Regions from separate parts of the Mus musculus genome. Here region 1 is linked to region 2. Evidence: chromatin contacts called from public promoter capture Hi-C data. All regions are on one chromosome and are shown on one strand. The core of a region is the stretch at or near the end of the contact, and the rest is flanking DNA. Distances in the headings are between cores, read along the strand shown.

What was found. Promoter capture Hi-C pulls out the DNA fragments that hold promoters and counts their contacts.
Region 1: a contact with region 2 is called in a promoter capture Hi-C map of hippocampal neurons, with 4 times the contacts expected there. The contact joins the promoter of Zfp202 here to the promoter of Pus3 in region 2. A contact is called at or near these places in 2 of 39 promoter capture datasets (hippocampal neurons and liver).

What each region holds. Positions count from the first base shown.
Region 1 is chr9:40,191,041-40,196,761 of GRCm38.p6, reverse strand. Zfp202 (zinc finger protein 202) reads right to left here and starts at 4,446. Exons shown (of 7, transcript NM_030713.2): 1 at 4,325-4,446.
Region 2 is chr9:35,556,642-35,562,400 of GRCm38.p6, reverse strand. It overlaps Pus3 (pseudouridine synthase 3), which reads right to left and starts at 3,841. Exons shown (of 5, transcript NM_023292.5): 1 at 3,668-3,841; 2 at 2,884-3,098. It overlaps Ddx25 (DEAD box helicase 25), which reads left to right and starts at 3,931. Exons shown (of 12, transcript NM_013932.4): 1 at 3,931-4,063; 2 at 4,650-4,716; 3 at 4,972-5,019; 4 at 5,500-5,635. The coding sequence starts at 4,001. It overlaps Hyls1 (HYLS1, centriolar and ciliogenesis associated), which reads left to right. Exons shown (of 4, transcript NM_029762.1): 4 at 297-1,580. The coding sequence ends at 1,227.

The DNA.
Region 1 (5,721 bases), core at 3,197-5,696, 4.6 Mb before region 2:
ATGGCTTTGGAATTTTGAATATGTATCTCTACTCTCATAAGCCACATGGCACAATTTCTCTAACTCTCAGCCTTACTCTTGAAAGGTGGTTAACATGCCTATCTCACATGCTTATTTTATGGAGTAAATGATATAATTTATATAAATCTCTTGGCGTAGAAGATGGCACAGGGTAGATGTTCAATATGGCTCATTTTCTGCTTCAAGCTCCTTTAAGTTCTTTTGAGAAATCAAGACTTAGAAAATAAGCATACAGTCTATTTTATTTCTTCATAATTACAAATGAAAAATGAGGGGAAAGGGTTGGTCTGTTTATTGTCATATCACAAATGAAGTGTTAAACTCAAACCAAAAAGCAAACAGGACTTGCTCTGGAGGCAGTATAAATTGAATTAAGTAAGTTGTTGAACACAGATGGGACAGAACCTTGGTGATAGAGTCTTTATCTGAAGATGGAATCAGTAAGGCTTCTACTTACCCAAAGCAAAGACCCTTCCCTTTCTGCAGTTGTCAGGATGCATGTGACTCATAGCCATGAATATGCCAAGTCTTGTGAAAGCTCAACCCGGAAGGCAAAGAAAGTGAAAGTGACGCATGCCCTGGCTTTTGTCCTTCTAGCATGTCATGATCAGTGTGCCTTAAACCATGCTGAAACTGGTTTAATTCCGAAGACCTGGGATGGAGTCCAGAACTCTGCATTTTAGGCAAGTGCTCTACCACTGGGCTACAGCCCCACCTGGAGAAATGTTTTGTTTTGCCACTTCTTCTCTCATAAAAGTCATATTTGAGAAGCAAGAGAATATTGGCTCAAAGCTTATTACAATAGCTTTTAAGAAACAGAAAGAGGAATGGAAAATGAGAAGATAGGAAGAAGAGGAGAGGTCAAATAGGCAGTGGCTGGTACAAGATGGTCAGGTGGTCAGAGGCTTAATTATCTTCTACTCTGAAATTTGACTGCCTTTATAGTCAACATCAAGGTTTAAGGTGAATAAAAAATGTCATTGACAATATGGTAAATTGAAAATTAATAATATGTTTCCTTATACACACAGATGTGCGTAGCAATGATAAAGAGACAGAGGCTCACATCCTATACCCTGCTCTACTTTGTAAGGTGTGGCATCCTGGACCAGTTGTATCAATAGGCTCATTTTGAAGGAGATGATTTTTCTATCTAAAGGCAAAGAAGTGGATCAACCTTTGAGAAGCTTTCCAGATCTTAGGATGCTAAGGAGGGGCTTCAAGATTAACAAAGACAAACTCTTTGTTTACTGTTGGATTCACAATGGATCAGTGAGGGATAATGAAGGAGGCTTATTTAAGAACCGAGATAATACATATTTTAAGAGAAAAAAACCTGCATATCTGGCCATTATGACCATGTTCATTAACCTCCACATGAAGTGAATCATCCTACATTTAATGGGTAGTACCCAGGATTAGTTACTGACTTAAATAATGTGCGTCAATCTTTAAATACAAATTTAAGGCAAAATGCCACAAATTAATCTGAAGCTGAAAATGTAAGGGACATAACACTTGACACCCACCAGGAAGAAAACAGCATTTATTATTTGGCAGCCAAAGTTATGCAGATATATTAAAATTCCCACAACAAATACAGGCAACAATAATCTTACAACAGAGAAAGGATCACTTAATAGGAAAAGGATAAATAATAAGACAATAGCTGGACCCCAGGAGTGGATGTAGGTAACTCAGGAAAGTTACTGTCTATGTGTATACAACCAATACATCCTGGCTACCTAGTGCTCTATGCTAGGTGATTTCCTTCTGGCTTGGACTGAGGCTCTCTTGCATATATATATGACAAAGGTTGGGATCTCTGTGGTTTGACCTAGCAGAATCTGAGAGCACAGAGGAAATCCCAGCAGTCATTCCTCGTGGGTAGTTTAGTGTCTTTTCCTTGGTAAGCTGGGACCCCTAAGCAAGGATATGTTCCTAGACCTGAATCATTCTTCCAGGTAGTTTGCGGGGAAAGAAGCTCAATAAATACACGCCTCAACAGAAGTACCGTAATTAGTGGGTGCCAGCGCTCCTAGGTGATAAGTCCTTCATTCAGACAGCTGTAGGAATTGGGTATTAAACATTCTAAGTTCTTTGGGGAATTTATCAATCAAGTCTACCTTGCTTTACTGTTCAATAGAGACAGACTGCTTTAGTATCAATGGTGAGAAACTTTGAGGGGAGAAGTGCACAGATTTGATTCAGTTCATAAGCATACACTGAATATTATATCTCCTACTATTCCAAGTGCTGAGCAGAGCGGGGAAGAAGCCGTGACAAAGTTGATCAGGGAACAGCAGGAACTTTAGCACTATCAGGAATTCACATCGAAACCTAGAATAAGATCTGACCTGTGATCAGCAATGGGAAACTCTTTATCAAGGGAATCAAGAAAATCAAGGGAGCTGGTTGCAAGCCTTTACTCTCAGTACTCATGAGGCAGACGCAGGCGGGACCCTGTGAGTTCTAGGCCAGCCTAGTCTTTACAGTGAGTTCCAGGACAGCCAAAGCTATATATAGAGAGACACTGTCCTAAGACAAACAAGCAAGCAAGCAACCAAACCAAACCAGAAACAAACCCTCATCAGTATTTCATCTTAACATGCCACAAAAGATAATAGAGCATTTGGCTTTCTGTCTTAAAAGCATGTAATATCATAAATAACTCACACTCGAATGGTAAGATCACCCATCAAAGATTAGTCAACACTACTAGTATTTGCAAGTCTTTGTCCTCAAACCTCTGTAAGGCAGGTACCAAGAGGGAGGTCTGGCCAAAAATAGTGTTTCTCAAAATGGTCAATACAGAACACAGAGCACCACTTCAGTCTTACATGCGGATTCATGTATGATAAACTCCATACCCACTATCTGGGCAAAGGAAGTAAATTTGAGGTTTCATGCAGAAAAGCACAAACTTATCCAGCAACGCTGACATTCAGGCAGGAGAGGAAAATAAAACAGAAAGCCTAGGGTTGTTTTATGCCTGTGTTGAGTGGTATAGTCACCACACCTGTATATTCTGAAACGACAGGAGTCCCTCAATAGTGATGTAGGTCTTGCAGTGGCCTTGGAATGACTGTCTCCTGCAATTATACAGGTAGAATGCAAAGGGTGTGTACATAGGAGACAGGAGGAAAGGTCAGCAGCTGTCTTAGAAGAAAAATGTACTGCCTTCCTCCTAACCCTTTTATGTTAGGCAGCAATAGCAGAAAGTGACTCAAGATATTTGATGGCCTCCAAATATCCCACTGTCACTTGCTTCTCCTAGCAAGCTTCTCACAGCCATCCTGACACTTCATTGAAACTGTTTTCTGGATTAAGGTCCATGGGGCTGCTTCAAAGAAAAAGCTGCACAGAGAGATGCCTTGTGACTTCGTTGCCCCAAGCTTTCCCTACTGCCTTTCACCTGTAGACTATGGACAGAATAACCTGACAGCAAAACCCTAGATGTGGCACTCCTAACCACGACCAAGACGATAAGCTGGACCTAGAGATCTCCCTTTGGGGAGTTCTGCACAGAGAAAAGACAGCGCTATCCATGTGTAGAATACGAGACAGCCACAGCCCAGGGGAAAGTGTGTGAGAGGACCAGGTCGGCCATGGAATAAAAAACTAGCAAACTTTCAGTCCACTATGGAAAGTCCCGCAGATGGTGAGATGAGCTGGAGAAGAGGTCCCCGAGCTGGTTGTCAGGGGTAGGAAGAAAGAAGTTCAGACAGTGCAGACAGTAGCCTCTAGCTCTACAGGGAAGTTCTGAGCCTGTCACTAAGCCAGGTGAGAGCCACACGCTAGACGGCCAAGGACTGGCAAGGATCACAGGTGATAAGATCGCATGTGAAGGGGGCGGGGTTCGCTGGGAAGGAGGGAAGGCAAAACCTGCAGGGAGGGCTCTGGAGCAATGTGCGATGCAGAGTGAAAAGTCTGAAGAGAGGGGAAGGTGGGCGTCAAGGGGCCTAGGCTACACCCCACTGGCTTCTAGCGCACCGGAGCGGTTGGTATGGACGCAATCCGAGGGGCACAGTGCATGTCCGCAGGCCCCCAGAGGGGGCGGAAGGAGGTGGCTGGGCAGAGAAGCCTGGAGTGCCACCCTTGTCTCCGGACGTCCCGGCTCTGGCCGCGAGGAGGTGACATGGTTACAACGCCCAGGCCGCGGGGACCCCGCCGCCACCCCTTCCCTGGCAGGCGCTGTCCCCCGGCGCCGGGGGGGCGGGGTCTGCTGCCCCTCCCAATGCTCCTGCCCTTCCCTCCCCGCCCGCTGCGGTGCCCGCTCGCCGGCCAGGTCCCCGACACTCACGTCTCCCGCGGCTCCGGCGGCTCCTCCCCTGCCCGGTGCTCCCCCACCCACTCCCGGCCGAAAGAGCCGAGCGGGATCCGAGTCGCGCGGGGCCCAGCGGGTCGGAACACGTGGGTCCTCTGCGCCCGGAACCGGAAGCGACCACTCGCCCCACCTCCAAGGGGTGCTGGAGCCTGTCTAGGCTGTAGGAGGTTTGGTCCACTCGTTGTGTTCCTGTTGGTCGAAGCCTGGGGCTTCTCCAGTGAGACCCATGCCGGGAAGCATTCCCTGGACTGCTGCCCTCTATGGCCAGTCCCCTTTGCGGCAAACCCATCACCTTCCTAGGCGTGGTATTCATTGTCCACTTCCTACAGGGTTTTGTTTTCATCTTTCATGTTGGTTTTGGTATCTACATCTCCACAAGAGAATCCCCTCCTTCCCACGCAGTTTTCTTTTCCTTCAAGCATGGAAGAATAAAAAAAGAAAGGTTTAGATTTGAATGCTGGCTCCTTCATGCACAGCTGTTGCCGGGCCGCCAGAACATCTGCCTGTCAACTCTGTCCGTCTTGAAAAAACACAAACTGTTGGTCTTAGAACTAAAAACTGGAAGGTAGACTGAAGCTCAGTAAGGAAATGGTGGTGTTGTCTATTAACCTTTGTGTGCTATTTTGGTGCCTCTTTGCCACTGTCTTCCCTGATCTAAGTTGTTCATTTTTGTCTTTGTCCCTAACACTTCTATAGTCCATCTTGCCCTGAATGTCACATGGTGACATGTGCAAGTCTTCTCCTTTCAGCCATTTCTTGAAAACCGTTTCCGTTCATGGGACAAACTGCTCGAGACTGCTTAGCATACTTTGAACTGGACATGTTAATTGCTTTTGCTAGAGAGGCAGCTGTGTTCTGCAGAGGGTGTTACAACACCCTTGATCAAAGCTTTGTTGAAGCCCCAACTGGAAGACTGTTCTTCGGTCAAAGGAGTGGATGGAGTCTACCTCTAGCCTGGCTGAAGACCGAGCAATCGTGAGATTTAATCCAGTTGTGCCCAGCCAATCACCTGACCACCCCACCAGAATGCAAGTTCACTTAATACCGTGGTAAAAGACATGGGAGTTGGTGACGGTATCCCTTTAATGAGATAGATAATGTACTTTTTCAGAAACCTGATTCTGTTCAGTTCAGGCAGTCAGTGCCAGAATGGGCAGGTCTGTCTGCCCTTCTGAGTCCTGACTAAGGTATACTTTTCCCCTCCTCCTCCTCTTCCTCTTCCTGTTCCTCTTCCCCCTCCTCCTCCCCTTCGTTTTTTTTTTTTTTTTTTTTTTTTTTTTTTTTTTTTTAAATCTTTATCTGAGGACACTGGACAGAGCCAAAGTATGCTTTTTCTGTTACTTGGAGCCTTTCTATTATTTTCTGAAGTATCC
Region 2 (5,759 bases), core at 2,592-5,091:
TAATAAAACACCTGAGAGTAAGGCCAAATAAATAAAGCATTCTCTAAGCATATTATATAATGTTCACCAAGCATCATGATCCATCCATTAAATGTAGTCTCAAGCTTTACATGCAGAACTCAATCATAGAAACCACTAAATGTGTGATAAGGCAATAGAAGGTGTAAGAAATGAGTAGAAATGAGTGTAAGAAATAGATATATCTCTACCACAGCTATTTGCCATTTTCCATTCAACTAAGATCAAGACAAGCACAAGCAATTAGGTAGAAAACTGACCAATATTATCTCTTACAGACAAGCTTATAGTGTACCGGAAGCAATGAAGCAACTGATAGGACCTGGTGGACAAAAATGGGCCAATATGGATCCTGAAGAACGAATGTTAGCTGCTGCTACAGCATTTACACGGATCTGTGCAGGGCAGGGTGAAGGAGATTCACGGAGAGAAGCCCAGGCTGGCCAGTATGATCCCTACAGTAAAGCCTCAGTAACCCCAGGAAAGAGACCGGCTCTTCCTATGCACCTGCACTTCCCACATACAGCAAGCCGTGTCACTTCATCCACGGTGTCAGAGACTTCCCAAAAATGCAGAAAACCAGTGATGAAGAGGAAGGTGCTGCGAAGAAAGCCAGACGGGGAAGTGCTAGTGACAGATGAGTCTGTTATCAGTGAATGTGAATCTGGAACAGAAAGTGATTTGGGTCTCTGGGACTTGAGACACAGGTTCATGAACTTACAGTTCCAAGAAGGTACAGAATCCCCAGTTGTCACTTCACAAAAATTTAACCTACCATGTGAATACCAAGGAATTTCACAAGAAGATCAGCTCATTTGCTATCTACAAAGAGAAGAAATGGACCCTCCTGTTTATGAACAAGACTTGATTGTTGCCAGCAGACCCAAGTCCTTTATTCTCCCCAGACTGGATCAGTTAAGCCGAAACCGGGGCAAGATAGACCGAGTAGCCAGATATTTTGAGTACAAAAGAGACTGGGATTCAATGCGGTTTCCTGGTGAAGATCATAGAAAGGAGTTACGCTGGAGTGTCCGAGGGCAAATGCTTTCCCGAACAGAACCTCCGTCCAAGCCTCAACATGTGTATGTTCCAAACAATTACCTGGTGCCAACTGAGAAGAAAAGATCTGCCCTTCGGTGGGGTGTGCGTTGTGACCTTGCAAATGGTGTCATGCCCAAGAAGCTTCCCTTCCCGCTTTCTCCTTCTTAAGTCTTTAAAAAACATGTCTCTCCTACCAAAAGAGTTAGGATAACCTAGTTCTTTATCTCTCCTTCAAATATAATTGCCTTGAAAAGCAGGCAGAACACAGAATAAGGACTTCACTGGTTCTTCCGAGGGTTGTTGGTATGTCACATAGATATAATACACCACTTGAATTTCTAATTCTCAAATACAGCAATTGTGAGGGGGGTGGAAAACTACTGGAATTTGGATTTTGTCAAAGTAAGTGCCATTTTGAAACAACTTGTAAACTGTGGTTTGTTTTTTGGGTTTTGTTTTTTTTTTTTTTTTTTTTTCTTTTTTTAGGATTAAGCTAATCTATTAAAGAATTTTGGAAAATGAGGAGTTTGAACCTTGTTTTAAATACTTCCCAATATAAGAAGACCTTAGATCTAGGCTGTGATTCTCCCTCTGATCCAAAAAAGGTTTTGTTTGTACACAGCCTGACATGAAGACAGATACAAAAATGAACTAGACTGGGCATAGATCTTGAGAGTCCAGTAAGGAGTAGCTAAAAATCCGTTTTCTATTTCAAGCACTAAACTTAGGCCTGAAAGCAGAGTGCTTGTTCAAGAAGGAAAAACACTGAACCATGATCAGCACTGGCAATTACTAGCTGCTAAAACATTTTCTTACCATTTAATGCTATCGATAGAATACATTTACCCAGTTCCACCCATTGCTAGACACATCAAGAAGAAAAATAATCGGGACTCGACTTAGTACACTCACTCCACGAAAGTAAAAACTGCAAACTCAGTGGTGTATCAGAGCCAGAACTATGCCACAAATGCCTGGGAATACATAGTAAGTGGTACAAATATGTTGTAAATCAAACAGCCAGATTTGTCGTACATGTAGAGCACGGGGAATAGTTAAAACTCAAGTCTTAGGTGCAGGATTAAAAGTCTATCAGCTTTTCAAAACATTTGAGTGGGGACTTCAAAGTTCAAATAACAAAAATCAAAAGGTTTTTCAAGTGTTCCAGTTGACTAAGTATCCCTATAAGCATGAATTGGGCTAGGTAAATCCAGTCACCAGGCAGATTATTTTTAAAGTCATGACTCCCAAGACTCTTGGCCCAGTACTGTTTGCTCCAGCACACTAGGTTTATAAGTGAAATTCAGAAGGTTGGCAGATACAGTGTGGGGGTAACCAAATACCCACAAAGGGAATTCCTGGGCGCACCAAGCTTTCACCCTAAAATAGCACGCCCTAAATGTACGAAACTTCTTTAAATGTTTAAATGTATATGGCGAGGGTACACATTTCCTTTGTAATAAAGGGTTTGAGACGCGCTACGACCATTAATCAACTCTGAAAAGAATTGTGTAAAACAAAACCCAAAGTTTCCCGCCACCCCTTCCTTCCATAGCATAATTAATGGGCTTCCACTGTTCATATTTGAGCAATTTTGATGTAGTAGAGGCCCTCTAAACTAGTTACAGACTCTAAGCCCCGCCGATGGGATTTCCTAGCTGCTAGAAGTTCCAGGCACGACACGATATGCGTTGTCCTAAGTCCCATTTCATACACCAAGGCCTTCTTAAACACTTAAATACCAGGGCAGAAGGTAGCAGTTCAGCCTCCATCTGTTCATTCCTCTCTAGAACTCAAAGATGCCCAACTCAGAGTTTAACTCACCTTCCGGTCCTCAGTAGGCGGCCATGCGGCTAGCCGGAAGCTATGGCTTTCCGTCTTCAGTAAGCATGCGCGGCTTCACCAAGCGTGCGCCGACGGTTCTGGGAAATGTAGTTCGGAAGGCACGGTGTGGGCTTTTAGCCGAAGCCCACCGCATGCGCAGGTTTCTGATGCAGCTTCCTCTTTACCGCAAGCCAATACGAGAAATATAGTCTGGTCTAAAATGAGAAAAAAAGATTTTCAAATGCTGGCTATCCTATATGAAAACTAAGAGATTGAAGATCCTGTCCCAACATCGTTTAATTAACAGAAATTTAACCTTGAGAGTCGAAACATTTACTACTAGAATGTAAATGTAAGGGTTAAAGGGAAATGCTTTGACCTGAAAACACTGAAAGATTGCGACAGAACAGGGCCAAGGAATTCTGCTTCAGCACCACGGAGAGATCATGGCTCCAGTTTTGAGTTTCTGCTTTTGACAATTATAGAAATGTTGCCCCAAGTCTTAAAATTCCAGTCAGAAAACTGAAAATCCTGGTTCTTTGGTCCAAACTTAGCATAAGGTTGGACCAAAGAGCTACCCCAGAGCTGTGCAATACATGTCATAGATATAGATAGTGGTGGTCCAGATTGCTTTAAAAGGAGACCCCTCCTTAGAATAAAAATTAAAATATGCGTGTATGTGGGCACATCACAGGTATCCTGGACACATGTCCGCACTTGAGTTCTGTTTTCCTTCTGAACCTCTGGTCAAGCCCATCTCTCCCTCCACTGTGCAACCTCACACCTGGTGATGCCCAAGCGGGGCTGTCGGGAGAGATACCCGCACGAGAGCCTGCAGCGCGGTGTGTGTACCGCCTCCGTGCCCACTTTCTCTCTGCTGTGCGGATGGCCGGCTGGTCAAACGGAAAGCTCGCGGGTGTCCCGCACAGCTGCGCCCCGCACCTCTCTCCCTCCGCCCGCCCCGCGCCGGGCCCGCGCCTGCGCACTGCGCCGCGCCACGGGTGGTCGCGAGGCGGACGCCGGTCCCGGAGCCTGACCATTGGCCACTGAGCCGAGCCGGCGCTGCCCCGCGCGGGGGTGGCAGCACGTGCCAGGGGCGAGAGCGGAGACCGCAGCTATGGCGTCGTTACTTTGGGGAGGCGACGCCGGGGCGGCGGAGAGCGAGCGGCTGAACAGCCACGTAACTGCCGCTGAGCAGGGGAGGGCCCAGGGGCGGGGGCTAGAACAGGGACTCCCGAGGGAAGTCCCCTGGGAAGGGGAGCGCCCGGCCGGCGTTTAGAGCGGGGTGTCAAGTGATGGGGGGTGTCAAGTGATGGGGGGCTGGGCTGGAAAGGCCACAGAAAAGGAGACTCCCAGAAAGGACCGACCTTTGATTTGAAAGGGCAGAGACCCCCTCAGGAAATACAGAGAGAGTGCGCAGCTGCTAGTCCTATCTGTACTGAGTTTTCTCCTATCCTGGTTTTGACCATTTAGCAGGCTTCTCATCTTCATAGCCACCTTCCCCTTGTAGTTGTAAACCACCCATCACCCAGATGCTGCCCATATTCAAACTAAGAGCCCTTATAAAGAGAGACTATGGAAGCCCCCATTCTATTATATGAGAATTCATACAATTACACAGATTCTTATAATGAAATCATTAACCCTTAACATTGCAAAGGAAGCAGTTTGAGGTGGTCTTCCCTCCCCTTGCTGTAGGATAGCGCCATGCTTCTTGCTTGATGTCCTGCTTCCTAACCTTGGTTGAATTTTGTGCCTTTCAATAGTTTTCAAATCTCGTCCATCCCAGGAAGAACCTTCGTGGTATTAGGAGTACCACAGTCCCAAACATAGGTGAGTGTTGTTAGGCTAAAGCAAGACTGGCTTAATTAACACCTTTGCTTTCCCCATGTATCTGCCATGAAATAGCTTTGGCTTCCTTCCTCTCCACTGAAAATCCTCCACCTCCTCAGGCACATCGCTTTACTCTTGCAGGAGATGGCTCTGTTTGCATACACTGTAGCGTCTGTGAGACGTTCTGAGAATGCATTGTATGTTTCCACTCAACATTTTTCTTTATGCTTCTTATTTTCCCTTTTACCCTCATAGACGGCTCTCTTAACACGGAAGATGATGATGATGATGAAGACGATGTAGGTAGGAGACAAGCTCGACTGAATGTACCTATTAGCTCTGCTGCTTGGTTTACCATCGCTTTGACTGTGCTAAAAGGATTAATTTCCTTGGGAAAGCACTATCTTTGTTTTCTTTTTGAATGAATACTATGGGGGGGGAGTACTGAATTAGGAGGGGGGTGCATTCCTTTAGACTACGTTGAAATGAAAACTGCAAGGTGTAGATTAAGAATTTTCGGTTTGGCTAGGAAGATATTGCAATTAGATGTCGGTCTGCACGTGGTCAAGGGTTTGCACAACAGAGCATAAGAAACTGGGTCTTGGTAAAAGGAGGGAATCCTCGGTGCTGTGGCATTCCTTCTCGGACTTCCTTTTGTCAGGAAGATGAGAACAAGCTGCTGTTGGTTGATATGTACTGTTGCTCAGTAGGAGATAACAGTTAATTAGCTGTCATCCGGGAGGTTTGATGTCCTCTTGTGATTTTGCCTTTTTTTTTTTTTAGTGGATTTGGCAGCCAATTCACTCTTAAACAAGCTAATCCGTCAGTCCTTAATAGAATCCAGCCACCGAGTGGAAGTCTTACAGAAGGATCCCAGCTCTCCACTCTACTCGGTGAAAACCTTTGAAGAGCTACGGCTGTGAGTATCTTAGCTCTTAGTGTATGTGGATGCTTATGCAAGTAAACATTAACAGCCTACCATGCTAGTTACCCAAACCCATCAGCATCCCCCCTTCGTTTCCTAGCACGCCGTATTAAAGTAG